Linked DNA regions of Arachis hypogaea: region 2 is linked to region 1. The links are chromatin contacts, called in public Hi-C maps. All regions are on one chromosome and are shown on one strand. Each heading gives the region's core, a stretch centred on a gene start, on an enhancer-like site or on the middle of the called end of the contact. The rest is flanking DNA. Distances are from core to core; before and after follow the strand shown.

Region 1 (4,713 bases), core at 619-3,118:
ATAATTATATATTTTAAAATAATCAAAATAAAAATATTTTTATAAAAAAATGTTCAATATTTAGTTTTTAATATATATTTATTAAATAATTTAGTTAACAAGTATTTTAAAGATATATATTGAAATTATCCTTAAAAATTCTTTTATAATAATATATAAAATTTAAATTTTAAAAATATTTTAATATGTATTTATTAAAAAGAATTACTAGTAATTTAATATGTGACATTAAAATATATATCAGCTAAACTGAAACAACAAAGATGAATATAAAGCATTTATTACTAGGAGACATTAGTGAATTTTAAACAATTATAATTGATTAATCCACGAGGTGGTTGGTTGTATTTTGTTTTCAAATTTAATTTCTAACTAGATTGAATCAGAGTAGGCAGATATGTTTGCAGAGCCTTCAGATCAGAGTATGGACATACTCAACTACTGCAACCGAATTAAGATGATCTTGAATTGGGCAACGCATAGAAACTTTTCGGAGGGTAAGATTGCTTACAGTTGTAAAATACTAAAATAGTTATTTTGACTCAAGACCAAAAATTAAAAAAAAAATGTTATTTTGCCTGTGTAGTAATAAGTCTACTAGTAGAGTAGATATAATGTCAGTAACAACTTTTGACCCTTGCTTACACCCAAAAGTAAGTTCACATTGGCCTCTCTCTCGTACTAATTAGTTATCGATTGGATTTAACATTTGAAAAACCTATGAACCACTAATATTGAAACTACTACCATTATAAATAATTAAAGAGAGAAGAAGGTTAAATAAATTCTTGAGAATTTACATTTTTATAGATTATTTAAAAAAATATTAATAAAAAGAAAAAAGAAAAAAGTTCTTATTGGACTGATCTTAGGATTATGATCAATAATGAACGAGTTTTGAGCAGGTTAACCTAACATAAAAAAAAGTAGTTAAAACTGAAAAATAGGGCAATGCAAGCCAACTAAGCTGGCAATTTAATAGTTTATTAATTACTTTATTTCAAGCTTGACTTAAACAAGTCGTAACGACATGCAACTGATCCCCAACAACTAACGATACCCCTTCACTTACCACTTAACATAATTGTCTCATCTCAAACACTAATAAATAAATAATTAAAGGCCAATTCCACCACCTATGTACTTTATAGTTTTCATATATTATCTATTCACGCTAACATGCATAATAATTAATAACCACTGCATAATGCATACACAAATATATACTATAGTATACCATATATTTGATATAATTTAATAGGGTCGTTCCCCAACATAATTTCCCACAGGATCATAGTTACAAGTCATGAAAACATCACCAGAATCGCACACAACTCTAGCACAACCAATTTTTCTGGTGGTCTTCCACACAATCTGAGTGTAATGGCCACACATCTGTCCTTCTTCACAAGAATTGGTTGCATAAGTGTAGTACTTCTCTTCATCAGCCCAAGCTTTCACTGCATCGGTTGGGGTCCAATCAGAGCCACTTCCCCAGAATATGTTCTCCCCAAGCTTGAAATCGTTCTCCGGGAATGAGTGTTCAAGCTTGCAATCTTGTTTCCTCTGGCTGCCCCACCACCTTGCATATTGCTCAAGCTGGAAGTCCCACATCAGTGGCAGTTCCCATTTCGTTGCTCGGACCAGGTTGTGCCTGAACAAGAACTCTAGTGACTCTGCTATGCACCCCCAGCATAGTTGCTTTGATACCTTGTATATGGTTTCGTTGCTTGGTCTTGTTTTCTTCTGGCTTAGTTGATGATTGAGTCGAGAAACTAATGAAGAAGAAGGAGATGAGAGAGTTTTTGTAGTGAAGGTGGCAAGGAGGAACAAGAGTATTAGGAGAAGTAAATGGGGTTTCATTTTCATATTGGATTACTTTGTGTTAATTTTAGTATGTCTGGCACCAAATTTTGAGCTATGTACCTTGCTTTATATATGGAGTTAATGGCCAACCAATTAAGTGTTGAGAGTGTCTTAATTAGTATAAAATACTTAGACATTAGAAATAATGAAAATGAATGTGTGGTTGGAATCTAAGCTGGGTTGTTGTGTAAGGGAATCAGCAATAATGAAGTCATGTGATTAGTGAGTGATTAGTATTCTAATATTAAAATAAAAAGGCATTTTCAGCTTTAGATGTGGCACATTATTGTGGTTTGTGGAGTAGGAAAATTTTGGCATATTAGCAGAGACTATAGTATTACTATCCCTTGTGAAGGAATAAGGATGATTGAATAATATTGATGAATGGTTGGTTAATGGTTGATAGTTCCCCCGTGAGTAAGGGATCTCTGTTGTGCTCGTGAGTTTTCCCTTGTCTATACTCTGAGACATGAGTGCCCACCATGGGAGGTTCTAGAACTATAAAATCTACACATGTCACAACAACCAAGTGTGATATCTGTTGTTCACATGCATGCTTATATTACTGTAATAACGAGGTAACAACTACCAATGTTGAAGTAAATAAATAATGATGTGAAGATTGGTACTTAATGTTCTACTCTTGTCTTTTGCTACTTGGAACTTTGTTTAATGGCAAGAACATTGTTTGAAAAACATGCTTAATATTTATGTGAATATGACATTTCCACATTCACATAATCACAATTACATATTCTTTTGGACTTTGATATAATCCTTGATTGCCAAACCCTTTAGCCTGGCGAACTTATTCTATAACTTCATTGAATGAATAAAGTCAATCTTAAAGCAGATTTATATCCTCTAACCCTTCATTGCTGAAATAGATAATTGAAAGTTATCATAAATGCGTTGAATCAGCAACATCCTTAGATTCTTCTTGCTCCTGTGATGATGTCAAACCAGATTTTTGTTCCAGCAGACTTGATAGACTTTCACAGAACTGATAAGTGATAACCAAAATCAAAATCAGTGACCTAATTGATGAAATTAACTTTCATATTCATCTTATAGTAATATTTTTCTTACTTTGGTATATGTTCTTAGATCTCCTGCAGATCTTGATATCTCTACAACACAATGAGTTGGAGCAACTTCAATCAACTGGGCTGATAGGTCAAAGTATGATCTAGAACATCTATTCATCATCTGTTTCGGGTGTAATTTTATCTGATATATTAAGATTGAAATTAATTCCATATGGTGTACCAAACTCTAGAAAAAAAGTACATATTTACATACACACATTTAATTAATAATCAAATTATACCTTAAAGTTGTTTATTTTCTCTACTGACAACCTCATATCTGTTGCAGCAGCTTCAATTTTTTCTGTTGTTTCATTGATTGTGTGTTTGGATCCAAACCTTGTCTTCTGCTTCTTGAGATCCTAAAATTAAACTGGAAAAGATTAGCATCTGTAATAATTGAATGTAACATAGAGATAGAAAATTAATCCTCTTTTAGATTTGTAGACATGCCTGTTCTTCTTCAAAAAGGCCAGAAAGATCAAGGTCCTGTGACATGGCTATTAGTTGAAATGCATTAATGAAACTTGAGGACTTTGGTATCTTTGATTCTCTGATTTTCTCCTACAGGCACAGATTGTTATCATTAATAAGAGTGAGTTTATCTATGTTACTTTCTTTTGAAGTTGCTGTTTTTTAAGGAATTATTACCTCAACTGAATCAAATGCAACATTACAATCATCCAGCTTAATGTTCTTAACACATTCAGATACACAAGCAGGTTCATAATCTGTTTGAAACCACTCATCTTCAATAATATCTGGAATAGTTATCCTCTGGATGAAACAAGAGAGGAAGTTGAAGAATTATTATCCATTAATTAATTACACTTAATTAATAAGCATAACAACACATAATGTAAAAGTCCTAGAAGAATTTCCACCTTTCCAGGACGTGGTACAAATATTTTGGCAATTAGTTTCTTTTGACTTTGAGTAAACCATGGTGGACATTTGTATGCTGCTCTGCATATCTTTTTTACAAATCACATATTAGGTGTACTCTTTATCATAATTATGATATGGTATAGATTTATTGCACTTTTGAGTATACCTTCTCATATAAGTTCATCAAATTGTGATCATCAAATGGTAAGAAGCCTGCAAGTAATTCAAAAAGAATCACCCCACATGACCAAACATCAGCAGAAGCTCCATCATATCCCTTGCTCAGTATCAACTACAACATCACAAGTAAAAAGGGTCATAGAATCAAATATTTAATAGTACTAAATTCTATGTTGAAGATGTAGCTTTAAATATTTTACATTTATACCTCAGGTGCCACATAACATGGGGAGCCACACCGTGTGTTTAAGACATCATTAGGCTGTTAATGTAAACAAAATTTGACTATCAATCACAATCACTTATAATTGAACTGAAGTTATGATTTTAAGACCTTTTTTTACCTTTTGGAGTGCACTTAATCCAAAGTCAGACACTTTGAGGTTTCCTTTGCTGTCAAGCAACAAGTTTTCTGGCTGTCGGCACACCGAGATTCAAGATATTTAGATCTCAGACATCTTTAAGTTCACTTGGTAATCATTTCGGTATAGAAATACAAAGAAACTACGAGATATAAATTTGTTTGGAGAATGAAACAAATATAAACAAAAATATGTTTGTTTTAGAACAAAATCCAACTCTTTTCCTCCAAAAACTGGGACAGTAAAGACAATAACAGAGATATAACATTTCTGTTTTGTTTCTGTCCCAAGTTTCTATGAAAATATTTTATCTATCCTAAGATTGTTAC
Region 2 (4,713 bases), core at 799-3,298, 140 kb after region 1:
ACGGCTCTCAGATATCAACTTCTTGTGAAGTGGACTGCACCTGAGTTTCTATGGTGTAAATCCCAATGTTTTGATTCAACCTTCACATTTTTACTTTATAGACTTTTCACTCTAAAAAGTTTGATCATATTGTTGATGCAAGTGTGAGCTTGAAAGGATCATGATTATTATGGTGGTAAGTTCATCTTTTGGACCTGAATGGCACTAAAAACACCATAGCCGGCGCTGCTATTAGTTGCATCATCATCAAGATCATCATCACCATGATGATCAAGTGGCATCAATGTATCAGTGTATTTGACAGTGTGAAGCCTAGTGTTCAAAACAGTGTTATGATTGGGTTCATACCCTTTGAGAAGGTTAACCACTTGCTTCATGTTGGGTCTCTTATCAGGCTCACTCTGCACGCAAAGTGCAGCCACATGAATGGCTTGCTTCACCTGATTCTCATCAAAGTTACCTCTGAGTTTAGGATCAACAAGATCCCCGAACCTTGATTTACTTATGAATGGCTCAGCCCATTCGGTTATGGTTCTCTTAATCCCACCAGGGAGCTTCTCAATTGGCTTTCTTCCAGTTACAAGCTCCAAGAGAAGAATCCCAAAGCTATAAACATCGCAACTCTCGGAGACTTTTCCCCACATGGCGTATTCGGGTGCCAAGTATCCCAAAGTGCCCTTAACACGGGTAGTCATGTGGCTAACCCCTTCAGGGATCAGCTTAGCGAAGCCGAAGTCAGCAACAAGCGGCTCGAAGTCTGAGTTGAGAAGAACGTTGCTTGCTTTGATGTCTCTGTGGATGATGTGTGGTGTGACGTCATGGTGCAAATACAACACTCCTTCTGCAGATCCAATTGCAATCTTCATTCTCCTTTTCCAATCCAGTTGCACTTCATTTGCAAACTGCCCATGCAGATGAGAAAGAAGGCTCAGATTCGCCATGTAATCGTACACTATAAGCCTTTCTTCATTCCCTGCACAGTACCCTCTCAGTCCCAACAAATTCTTGTGCCTAACCCTTCCCAGTACTTCTACTTCTACCGCAAATTCCATCTCTGCCTTCGAGTTCATTGCCTTCAGTTTCTTCACCGCTATCTGCCAACACTTTCATTCAAATTAAATCTTACGCCAAGAGATTCAGAAGAAAGTGTAGGATATCAGTATTTTTATTAAAATTTGGTCAATAGTAAAAGATAAATGAGTAATTTTTTATCATTAAATAAAATTTTACACTATTAAAAACATTATTAATAGTTAATTAATGACTACAAATCACAAAATCTACTGAATCTCAACACTCTTCTTCAAATATATAAATAGTTATATTTCTGGTTCTTTTATGACTATTTACGCAGTAAATAGTCATGTGATATTGGATGCACGTATAAAATATCAAAATTAAATATAGTTACCTCATGACCATCACTTGTTTTTCCCCAATACACGCTTCCAAATCCACCTTCACCAAGCTTATTGTCCTCACTGAATCCATTCGTAGCTGCATGCAGCTCCTTGTACGTGAATATTCTCCATGAATTGTTAACTGCACCAAATGCTGTTTGCCTGCAACCACCAACATTATTAATTATTTCGCACCAAAAGTAAAATTTCTCTTTCTAACAGCTAATAATCAACAATAAATTAAATTAGACATACGCTGCTTCTTCAATTTTGTCAGAGCCACAGCAACTCAGGGAGGATCCCATACTAATTACTTTGCACTATACCTTATGAGATCGATGAATTAAGAAAGGTATGTGCTTAATTAATTAGTGTAGTGAATGAAGCTTGTTGTGTGCAAATAGAATATACTGTTTTCGAGAGTACTATACACATACATGCAGCCCTTTCTCTTTCTATATATCAAATACAATTCATTCAAGTCCATATTACCAAAAAAAGATAACTTTATATTATATATCTTTTGTAAACGCCGGCCGAATCGACCTTGGCCGGCTTCTGCCTTTTAAAATTCAACTTTGCATTAACAACTAAATAACGAAGGCTCTTCAAAATAATACTATTACGTAAATACGTATACTTTGCATTTAACATCATATATATATATATATATATATATATATATGAACAAATAGGTCTCTATATCATTAACAAAGTTTATTCCCTTAATTTTGATTTTCGGCCGTTCTCCCACGACTTTGTTATTAATTTATAGTATAAGGAACTAACTTTATCAGGCGCTATAAATAAATAAATGAAAATAGTCTTTTTCCAACCCTTTACTAATAAATGCATTATTAGTTTTTTTTATTGTATAAACGAGTTTATTAGTTGCCCGTGTTAATTATGTTTGACTGAATAATGTTTTAATGGTATACGCCCCAAGCGGGAAAAAACTATAAATATTCTCAATAGAAATAGTAGTACTTGGTTTGGGTAAGAGACGACTTTCTTTCTTTCTTTCTTTTTTTTAAAAAAAAAAAACTTATTTAATATTGTGGCCACCTGACTTAGTTTACGTGATAATAACCATAGGACTAAGAATGATATGACTCCATAACCAATAAACTTTAGTTTTAAATTCTCTAAAATTTGAATTTTAATTTAAAAAATTAAGTATGATTATTTATTTTTAAATAATTTTTTTTATATTTATTTTTTGTCTCACCTATGAAATTAATAATAAAATCATATTTTATTTTTTAGAGTAAAATTTAAACTTTAAAAAATTCAAATCCGTATATCTGATGATCTCAAGTTGCCTAGAGGCAAAACTCTTGAAAAGTAATCAGAAACTCTTATTATGCCAAGTGGACGAATTCTCGGTGCCCAAGTATGTATCTTGAAAATATGCAGGAAATAAATATTGACATTCCATTTTTTAATCGATTCAATTCCAAACTGCTAGATGACATTCGTATATATGTTTTACATACTTTTTATTCATTTCCAAATATTTTTAGGGAATACTCTCTCCCATCTTTCTCATTGAATTTCTTGTTAGAAACATCTGATGAATACTATATACGCTGCTCAATGCAAATTAGTAGTCAGTGGTGGGCAGGGATGGATCCAAGTATAGAGGTGTAGGGGCAAACACCCCACTACAATTTGAAATTTTATAATTTAAAATTTTTTTAAATAGTATATGATAATAATATTTATTTGTTTTTATTAAATTATTAAATTTAATTCTACAATAATTTTTTATTCAACTTTTGGTATTTAATCGTCAATTTAAAAATTTTATATTAGATATTCGTTAAAACGATCAATTCTCGTATTTAAATGAAATTAGTTTTTTTTTAAATTAACTCAAAGAAATATTATTTATCTTCTTTTCAAATTAGCTTTAATTTTTGCGTAGCAACTGTATTAATTGAAAGAACTTTTTTAACTATGAATATCAATAAGAGTCGGCTTCTAATTGTGTTGGGAAGTGAATTTCTAAATAATTGTTTAATAATATATATAGAAAGAGAAAAATTTTGATAGTAGTATTAAGAGAAAAATTACTTACTTTTTTAAAAATATAAAACCTAAAACAATAGAATTTTAAATTATGTATTATTATTTAAATTACTATTTTAGTGTTTTAATTTGTATATTAGATATTTTGAAGCCTAATCATATTTTTCAATAATAAAATATAATCATAACAATAATTGTGCTATATATACATAAAAAAATTATCTATTAAAATATAAAATACAAAATAAAAATAAGTTAAACAATATATATATTTATACACAGATATATAGTGATTAATAAATAATTTAATATTTAATTTTTTTATACATATATTATTTTTATTATAAAAATTATGATTATGTTATATAAATTTTGCCCCACTACTAAAATTTTCTGAATCTGGTCGTGGGTAATAATATCTTTTCATGGGTGGGTCAGAAGTGGCACACATTTTTATTATTTTGGTCATGATTTTTTTCTGTAATATTCCTAATTCAGTATATTAAGAATTAATTTATCGTAAATTAGATCTCAATTTAATGTATAGTTAAGAAATTATTGCATGTACAAGACGAAATTTAAATTTATAATATTTTTTTAAGTGGACGAGTGAGTTAACCACTTAATAAATTTAAATTAATTATTTTAGAGAAAAGTATAGATAGACAATGAGAATACTAATTACTAAACAATGTGAACAATAAATATGTCAGATGTTCAATTTAATAAGTATGTAGATGATTATATTCATTATTTTTAATTAGATGGTTATTTCTTTTGATTCAATTTATTCATACACAGTTAACAATGGCTAGATGTTCAATTCACTAGGTGTACAGATAATTATCTTAATATTAAGATTTAGGAAATAATTTGGGAGCAGAGTCATTGTTAATTTTTATTTTAGTCCTTTTTTTGTTTACATTGGGGCTTAAACCCCCCAAATAAAGAAAAAAAAACAGTCAGGTCATGGTATTGAAAGCAAGACAAAGCAGAAAAAGTAAAAGGCCCAAAACACTACATATTGTTTGCAGAAAACAGGATGGGCTTTTTACTTTCGCAGTGACCATTATAGTCGAGGCCCAACTCATATGATAAGGCAATTGGGGGATGGGGATAAGACGAAATAATTCTGCGATCGCCTAATCAAGGAAAAGGAAAAAAAAAGAAAAAAAAAAGGAAAAATTGCTATGAGCTCAGGGAAGTACGAATATACACCACTTGATTCATGGTTAATCATTCGTAATTAGATGCTAGAAAATTCTTGTGGGATCCACAGACA

What was found. A called contact is a pair of places that touch in the nucleus more often than the background predicts.
Region 2: a Hi-C map of leaf shows a contact between it and region 1, with 8 times the contacts expected there. The contact joins the promoter of LOC112698754 here to the promoter of LOC112698673 in region 1. A contact is called at or near these places in 2 of 8 Hi-C or Micro-C datasets (both in leaf).

The regions. Positions count from the first base shown.
Region 1 is chr1:96,450,301-96,455,013 of arahy.Tifrunner.gnm2.J5K5, forward strand. LOC112698673 (pathogenesis-related protein PR-1) reads right to left here and starts at 1,869. Exons shown (of 1, transcript XM_025751654.3): 1 at 945-1,869. The coding sequence starts at 1,869. The coding sequence ends at 1,255. It overlaps LOC112698637 (CBL-interacting serine/threonine-protein kinase 21), which reads right to left. Exons shown (of 12, transcript XM_025751652.3): 5 at 4,367-4,438; 6 at 4,231-4,284; 7 at 4,009-4,134; 8 at 3,606-3,731; 9 at 3,408-3,518; 10 at 3,197-3,316; 11 at 2,956-3,096; 12 at 945-2,869. The coding sequence ends at 2,768.
Region 2 is chr1:96,586,063-96,590,775 of arahy.Tifrunner.gnm2.J5K5, forward strand. LOC112698754 (PTI1-like tyrosine-protein kinase At3g15890) reads right to left here and starts at 2,049. Exons shown (of 3, transcript XM_025751659.3): 1 at 1,656-2,049; 2 at 1,412-1,562; 3 at 1-1,094. The coding sequence starts at 1,705. The coding sequence ends at 168.